Regions from separate parts of the Mus musculus genome. Here region 1 is linked to region 2. The links are chromatin contacts, called in public Hi-C maps. All regions are on one chromosome and are shown on one strand. Each heading gives the region's core, a stretch centred on a gene start, on an enhancer-like site or on the middle of the called end of the contact. The rest is flanking DNA. Distances are from core to core; before and after follow the strand shown.

Evidence for each region. Hi-C and Micro-C count contacts between places; a contact is called where the count stands out from the background.
Region 1: a Hi-C map of the G1E-ER4 cell line shows a contact between it and region 2, with 6 times the contacts expected there. The contact joins two enhancer-like sites. A contact is called at or near these places in 1 of 484 Hi-C or Micro-C datasets (the G1E-ER4 cell line) and 1 of 9 other capture datasets (embryonic stem cells).

What each region holds. Positions count from the first base shown.
Region 1 is chr15:37,333,130-37,337,637 of GRCm38.p6, forward strand. Grhl2 (grainyhead like transcription factor 2) reads left to right here. Exons shown (of 16, transcript NM_026496.4): 10 at 2,573-2,660; 11 at 3,077-3,216. Among named protein-coding and RNA genes, the nearest start is that of 4930447A16Rik, 90 kb to the right of the region's middle. Within about 2 kb of position 2,227, at least 3 of the 459 cell types and tissues checked have an H3K27ac peak or open chromatin away from gene starts, as enhancers often do. A contact at or near this core is called in the G1E-ER4 cell line, where this site is marked.
Region 2 is chr15:36,575,715-36,579,994 of GRCm38.p6, forward strand. No RefSeq gene overlaps it. Among named protein-coding and RNA genes, the nearest start is that of Snx31, 22 kb to the left of the region's middle. Within about 2 kb of position 3,022, at least 121 of the 459 cell types and tissues checked have an H3K27ac peak or open chromatin away from gene starts, as enhancers often do. A contact at or near this core is called in the G1E-ER4 cell line, where this site is marked.

The sequences.
Region 1 (4,508 bases), core at 977-3,476, 760 kb after region 2:
GACTTTCTCCCTGAGCATTTCTCATTCAGATTGCCTCCCCATCTGTCTGAGTTAGCTCTCTGTCACTGTGGCGAAGCCCATGACCAAAAGCAGCTTATGAGATGGGGTTTACTTCATTTTATTCTTTCAGGTCATAGTCCGCCACAGAGTGACGTCAGGGCAGGAGCTCAAGGCAGGAACCTGGAGGCAGGAGTGGAAGCATTGGCCATGGAGGACCACTGTGTCCTGACTTACTTCCCCTGGCTTGCTCAGCCTGGGATACACCCAGGACCACCTGTCCACGGTGACACCAACCCCAGCAGGCTGGGACCCTTCACATCAATCAAGAGGATGCTCCACGGGCATTTCCTCAGATGAGCATCTCTCAGTGACTTTAGCTGTGTAAAGTTGTTCAACAAACAAACAAAAGAACAAACAAACGACGGCAGTAGTCAGTCTGATGAGTCTATATTTTTACACAACACTAACACTTAAAAACAAAACAAAAGTTGACTATACAAAAATAAAAGATAAAAAGGAATTTGTGTAACCTTAGGATGTGTCTTGAGTGAGCTATACTTTGTGGGTAGACAATGAAGTCCCACACTTATGTGAATTACTGAATCACACAGAGCTTCCAGCACTCTGCTAAGTGCCCCATATGCACCTAGTAAGCAATACTGCCGTTCGTTTCCCAGTGTTGAGTGAGGCGTTGCTGGAGCATTTAGCATTTCTCTTTGTTCAAATGCAAAGGCTCTACAAAATTTTCGGATATTTTGATGAGTATTATACAGCAGATGTATCTGTATTTCTGCATGTTGTCCTTGCTGTGAATTTCCATGACCTGTAAGCATCAGTGGCACTCAGGTTTTCATGTAATAGTGATAGTAATAATAGCTCCCGCCCCCTGGTGGCTGTGTGTATCAGGTGTGCTGTAATTGCCTGTGTCTCATCTGGGTGAAACATGGAACCCCTTCAAAAGTCACGGTGCTTCTGTTGATGACAAGTCCACACTGAGTCCTAGCCTTGGTCAAAACTGGGACTGTCCTATAAGAGTCAATGTGAACAAAAGTATATCTCATTCTTTTTAATTCAAACCAAACCATTCGTATATCCTTAGTGCAAACCAGCTCATATTTATCCATGTGTTTGAATAGATTCAAATCTTTTTTATATAGTTGGAATTTGACACTTTATGTGTCAAATGCTTGAAATATGTTCAGCAATTTTGACTTTGCCTTTTGACTTCCTTTCTTCTTTTCCCTTTTTCCTTTCTTTTCCTTTCTTGCCCAGAGAGGAATGCATTTTATTTTGCCAAATGTGTTTTCTCTGACAGTGTCAGGCCATTTCTGAAGGTTGCTTTATGCATCACTGTTCCCTGAGTAGCTACTGCAGGGAAAGGGATTGCTAACATGGACCAAGACCTAGGGAAGAAGCTTGTCCCATGAATGTCACCTGTCTAGGCATTGTGGGTAATTCTCCTGAAGCCAAGAGAGAAAGCAAGAGGAATCTGCTGGGATGGGATGTCTCTGACTGGGAGACAGAGGAAAATAAGTTAACAAATGGCCCAAAAGAAAGATGAGCAGCGAATGGTGCAAGTGCCCAGACAGCTGATCAGTAATTGAAGCAGGATTATAACTTTATGGAACTATATTAAAAAGTCAGTTTATGGGCTGGATAGATAGCCCAGTGGTTAAGAGCACTACTGCTCTTCCAGAGGTCCTGAGTTCAAATCCCAGCAACCACACGGTGGCTCACAACCATCTGTAATGAGATCTGCTGCCCTCTTCTGGTGTGTCTGAAGACAGCTATAGTGTACTTACATACAATAAATAAATAATTCTTAGGAAAAAAGTCAATTTACAAAGAACAGAAGTCGATGCATGTGTCTTCTGTGTGGTAGGCACATAGGAGAATATCAATACTTTCATGTGCTGAGCAATCCCTCATCTTTGTGTGAGCACCACTTAAAGAGGAATGCCCTTTCTTCCTGTGGTGATTTTTTTCTTTAAGTTCATAACCATATGCAGAGGAAAACTTGCACAGGAAAAGGTCATTCTATTAATAGCACTGATAATAACTATTAATAGTTATTCAGCAGGAGACACTGAGTTAGAGAACTCAGCCTGTTCTTTCCTCATGGATTTAAAAATCAAGTTCATGAAATAGGCAGAGACAGGAAGAGGAGGTGATCTGGGTGAGTTAACATCGCTCCAAGGTCAAAGCGCTGCACACAGATCTGTGTGTGTTCTCACTGCGCTGCAGGGAGGGAGGAAGCCGAGGCTTCCCTCGTTCTACTTCCCACCTTCATGGCATGTGAGCGTGTACATGTGTGTTTGTGGGCATGCTCATGTAGATGCATGTATGTGTGTGTGCCTCAATGTGTGTGTGCATATGTTGTGTGTGTGCATATGTTGTGTGTGTGTGTTCACGCGAGAGCGTGTGACAATATTCTTGGATTCATGGATTTTGGCTAAGATGAGGCCGGTAGCTGAGAGTTCTCACGCGTGCGTAACCCCGTTCGTGCGTGGGCTTTGTGTTTGCATCCTCTGAGAATATACCTTGGTTGGTCTCTCTTTGTTTTCCCGATCAGGGAGCAGAAAGAAAAATCCGGGATGAAGAGAGAAAGCAGAACAGGAAGAAAGGGAAGGGCCAGGCCTCTCAAGCCCAGTGCAACAACTGTGAGTCACCCCCTCCCCCATACTGTGCTAAGTGGGGGGACTGCAGCCAGCAGGGTCCTTCGAGAAGACAGATAGAAAGAAGCAGGCTGTAGGGGAAGGTGCAGATGCCTAAGGTGCATGCTCTCGTTCAGGGGCAGGGGAACCTCCACATGGAGCACAAACAGAAGTCTCCAGGGTCCACACAGGTCAGCAGGAAGTGGAGGAAGCTTCAGTCCACGTTGAATGGATTCTCCTAGGATCCCATGTATTTTTTGTTTGCTTGGGCCTGAGGAAGGACTTTTAAAGCATAATCACGTCTAGGGTGCTGAGAAAGCTTTGAGGGAGAATCATGGATTTTGGCTAAGATGAGGCCGGTAGCTGAGAGTTCTCACGCGTGCGTAACCCCGTTCGTGCGTGGGCTTTGTGTTTGCATCCAGCCTCTGATGGGAAGATGGCCGCCATACCGTTACAGAAGAAGAGTGACATCACGTACTTCAAAACCATGCCCGACCTGCACTCACAGCCTGTGCTCTTCATACCAGATGTTCACTTTGCAAACCTACAGAGGACCGGACAGGTAAGACTCCTGCTCTCACACCCTCCCGGCCAACAGAGCAGACTACAACTCTCCTTCGAGTTTAGTGGCAGAGCAAAGTCAGTATTGTTCCATACAAAAGTAGATTTTTACAGAAACGACTGTCTTGGGAGAGAATACTGGGACTCTAAGGCAAAGAAAGGTGTAAGCTGTTATTAGAAAATTGTTGACAACACCAAGGGAGAAAGCGCATCATAGTTTTCTGTCAAGCCGACTCTATCGGTTCACATACTGCCACCTTGTGGTGAGAGAGAACTGTATCAATAACTTCATACATTGGCCCAATGGAGAGAAACGAAGATCTTGCAAACAAATGTTTCTTTAGTAAATGTAAAACTTTCGTTGAATGGATAAATCATTTCTCATCCAGAGGAAAATGAGAATATTGGATATTCCTTCAAATACACAAAAAACTAGGTCCTATGGTTATAATTTACAAGTGAAAGGAAGGATTAGAAACCAAATAAATGTTCAATAATTACAATGCTCAATGAAAACAAAAAGTAGGTATCTGTCTGTATCTAGTACTCCAGTACTGACTGGGCCTAACTACCCCCTGCTGAGGGCTAACTGAGGGCTAACTGATGACTGGGGCCTCAGTAAGGGAGGTTTACAGAGTTCTGAGATGAGAGATGTTTATTTCCTTTCCTCTTTAAGATCTCCTCTCCCACGGGAGAAGTGGAAAGTATGGAGAAGAAGGATGTTTCTTAGTGTCAGCCACAGCTGGTTTTAGCCACACGTACTTGGGGTTTTAATTTTGCTCTGATGGATTTTCCTTTGCCTCGGGAGTCCTTGGGTAAAAAGACTGTTCTGAGAACTAGCATCATGACAGCTGCGAGTGCCCTCCCATTCCGAGTGCTGGCACTGACATCAGCCTGAAGGAGAGATCTCGCTAGCTTCTTCTCTTTCTGGAGAATGGTCTATGTCATGATGAGGCAGCTGTCCAATCAGAGGAGCGCGGTGTGTGATCCCACGTTCATGCTATAAGGTGGTAATAAATATATCCATACTTTTTGCATGGAGTAGATTTCTATCTTGTCTTATTCCATAGGAACCAAGATATAAGAGGAAAGAGTGAATATTGTATCTTGTCCAGAAAGGACAGCCAGCAAGAGTGTGTGCGTGTGTTTGTGTGTTTCTGCTTCCTTTTAAAAAACTTTCAAGCATGTAGCTGTGCTTTCTATGGAATGAGGTCATCTCTACATCTTACAGAAGAGAAATAGTTGAGTCTAACTGTCCTGCTTCCTGTTACAACTGGGGCTAAGATGCCTCGT
Region 2 (4,280 bases), core at 1,772-4,271:
GCATGTGTACCTGGAGATAAGTGGCCTGCCAGACACATTCTTCATGTCTTTCTGACTCTTTTCTTTTTCCCCCTCGGTATTCTATAGCAACATCTCTAGGGTAGAGAATTAGTCAAGAGGGGATGTATGCTGCTGGTCCAGGAATGGTGGTTGGAACATCTACCCATCTGATGATGCGCATATAAGCTTAGGCCATCCCTTCAGTCTTCACAGGAGAGGAGCAGCCCATGAAATCATTTGGAAGACCGGGTGAGAGCATTGAGTATCTAAGTCGGGAATCTGTAGTTGGCTACCCCTGGATGTTTGAATCTATAGTACGGTACCCCTGGTGGTGGAGCATGAGGGATGGTGTTTATGCTACAGCTTTCTGACCTGAAAATGGATCTCTCAGCGACAGTCACTGTGACTGTGACTTGGTTATGCAGGTCTGTACTCCCAACTCCTTAGAAGGCTAAGGTGGGTGATACAGAGGTTCACTGTTAGGGCCAGTGAGATGCTTGGCAGAAAAGCACTTGCTGCTCAGCCTGATGACCTGAGTTTGATCCCCAGAGCCTAAGTCAAAAAGCCCTGGACACACATTTCTATAAGAATAAATAAAAATTACTTAAAGTTTAAACTACATAGAAAGCTCAAGGCCAGTCTGACTGGACCCACCATTCCTGGACCCAGCAGCATATGTCCCCCCTTGACTAATTCTCTACCCTAGAGATGTCACTATAGAGTACTGAGGAAAAAAGAGTCAGTTAGAAAGACATGAAGAATGTGGCTAGCTGGCCACTTATCTCCAGGTACACATGCTTGCAATTGTGAAGGTGTGCCAAGTGGCTTCCAAGACCCCCCCCCACACACACACACACAGCTCTAGGGCCTGTGTTTAAAAGCTCTAGCACAGACACTCAGCCTCAAACTGCAGAGATCTATGAAATGTGAATGGCTCTGACTTCTTTGAAGGAGTTTTTTAAAAGTAAGGGTAGCTTTTCTTTTTATTTGGGGTACACATCTGTGGGAGTCAGAGGTTAAGTTTTATGAGTCAGTTCTCTGCTCCCACCATGCAGGGCCCCGAGGATTGAACTTACGTCATCGGGCTTGACAGTAGATGCCTCTATTCCCTGCTCCATCTCACACCCCAGGGATGGCTCATAGAAGTTTGAGGTCATGTAGATACAGTTCCAGCAAGAGGGAATAATCCATAGAGCCTCCCAACCCTGTCTGAGGCAGGCCTGCTCCTGAAGGTGGGAGCTTCCCCCTTGGCGTGCTAGCTGTGTTCACAGGGTTACAGGTGGTTTCCCATGAGCTCTTAATGACATTTAGTGGCTTCCCCAGAGTCAAGCTAATTGCCACCAGCAGCTTCTGTCCTCCAGAAGGGACAACCAGAAACTCTCCCTACATTGCCACTCATTCAGGAGAACACTTTAAGGTAAAATCTCTCTGCACTGGGGCAATCACTCAGTCACGAAAGTGTGTCTGCCTTGCAGACCTGAGGCTCTGGGTTCTGATCCCCGGAGCCCACATGAAAGCAGGGCATGGTGACATATTCCTGTCACCCCAGCACTGTGGGTGCAGAGAGAGGCAATCTCTAAAGCTCACACCAGCCAGAGTAGCAGAAGCAGTGAGCTCCAGAGACTGTCTCCAAAAATAAAGATGATCAGGAAAAGATGAGGGGTGGCAACCTTTGGTTTATACACACGCACACGCACACACATGTATATACATATACTTGCACACCCATCGACACATATCCACACTAACAATTACATATACTACACATACACATACAGGTGCACACACATAGGCACACACAGGCACACCACATACACACACAATAAATAAATCAATCTTGTCCCTACAAGAACACATATATAAAAGGGTTGGTGAGCTCACTCAGTGAGTAGCAAGACTTGTTATACAAATCTGGTGATGAGAGTTCAATCCCTGGAACCCCCAGAAAGGTGGAAGGAAAAAACAGCTCTGCAGAGCTATTCCCTGACCACCATACCCCACATATAAGAATAAATAAAAAGAATAAATGACTATTCTCAAGAGAATAGTCCTAACAACATCCTTCATAATAAATTAGAACACAGAAAAAAATCATTAAATAAGGACCCAATAAACAAAATGTGGATTTTGTTTATGGATTTCACACAGTGAAATAGAATTCTATTGCTTAAGACACTGGCATGAGCACCGCTGCATGAGCCTCAGGGATAAAGCTTGCAAACAGGGAGACAAGCCAGAAGCAAAGGCACTAAACTCATCACTTGATTTATATCAATCTCCAGAGTAGGTGACTCTGTAGACTCAGAAGTAAAAACTGTGTTGCCTGGGAGTGGGGTTTTGGGAAGTGAGATCACAGACAGAGGGTTTTTTGAGTTTTTTGAGGGATGGTTAGGGTGGTGGTTGCATAACCATGCGTGTGTTCAGCAAGCTCGTTGAACTGTACAAATTTTTTTAAAGATTTATTTGTTTGTTTATTGTGTGCGTGAGTACATTGCCACTCTTCAAACACACCAGAAGAGGGCATCAGATCTCACTACAGATGGTTGTGAGGCACCGTGTGGTGGCTGCAAATTGAACTCAGGACCTCTGAAAGAGCAGTCAGTGCTCTTAACCGCTGAGCCATCTCTCCAGCCCCTGAACAGTACACTTTAAATGGGTGAGTTACAACATATGTAAATAACAGCCCAATAAAACTGTCACCAGAGGAATTAAAAAATAAGCCATCAGACCCCTCGCTGCTCCATCCTGTCCTGTTCGACGCCAGATCTTCTGACCGGGTCCTCCAAGGGGCAGGCCCTGAGGAGTGGATGGATGTCAGCACTTCCTGGGAGTTCGCGATGCCGCTGAATTGTGTAGTCCTCAGACTGGATGGCTGATCCTCACTTTCAGATCCGGAGAGAGCAAGGGCCAGAAAGCCAGCCAGGGCTCCCTCGGCAGCAAGCAGCCGCACCAACACTGGTCTCTGCATAGCAGTTGCTTGTGAACTTCCGCCTCTTGACAGAATCTTACAGATTAAGATTGGCACATGGCGCCCCCCTGTGGACTACTGCAGAAGGCTCCGCGTTCACACTGCTGCCAGGCTTTGCAGCACTCATGCTCCTGAGGGAAAGAAGTTCCCGTTCTCCCTCCCACGGTGGGACTGGCTAACAGACAGACAAGCCTCCACTCTGACTCCCTCTTGCCCAGGCAGTTGTCCTTTGTGTGCAATGTCTTTGCTAATTGCCCAAATACTTCCAAGAGAAAGATACAATCAGGGGGAGCCATCAAGAACTTAGGCAGTCCACGATCAAGTGGGCACAAAAAGTACTTATCACAAGTACAGCAGTGCCCTGTTCTCCAAGTTCAGTCTTTGCTGATCAATTAAACTGATGTTTTTCTTTCAATTTTGAGGATTGAGCCCAGGGTCTAGGCAAATGCTGTACCACTGAGCATATCTGTAGACTGTGTGTGTGCTTGTATGTGTATCCATGTATATGTGGGGTGTGTGTGTGTGTGTGTGTGTGTGTGTGTGTGTGTGTAGGACCAGTACTTTATTCTACAAAGAAGAGGGTCTTTCACTGGGTCTGGAGCTGACTGAATGGCTAGAATAGCTGACCAGGAAGCCCCCAGTGATCCTTCCACTTCAGCTCTCCCAGGGAGGGGATTACACACACCCAGACTCTCACGCTAGTGCTGGGATCCAAACTCAGTCCTCATGTATGTACAGTGAACACTTTACATCTGAGATCGATATATATATCTGTCTGTCTACCTATATAAAGTGTGTGTGTGTCTGTGTATTCTATCTAGCTATCACCTACCTATCTATCATCTATAGCTCTCTCTTTAAATTTTACTTATTTTGACATGGGGCTCAATAGGCTGTCCCAGCAGACCTTTGACTTGTGACCCTTGTGCCTGTCTCCTGAGTAGCTAGGATGGCAGCCCTGTGCCACCAGGCCCATTCTGATTGGACTAGTTCTTGATAAAGGCTTGCTGTAGTGGCTCCACTTGCAAGTGGTGAGGTTGCCCTTTAACATGGGTCTTCTAGAAATCACAGCATACATTCTAACACCAATTCCTGATGTTGGTTATTCAAGTACAGCTTCCAAGGAGAAGAGAGAGTGTGATTTTAGGCAAAAGATCTCCCAGGTAGCCCTCATAGTACTGTCCAGGGCATATAACAACATTTAGTTCAATCTGTTGATTACCTGTCTACTGGACAGCTTATGTATCTTATCTGCACAAATCTTCCCGATAACCCACAGGAGTTGTTATCATTGCTTTACAGTGGAAAACAC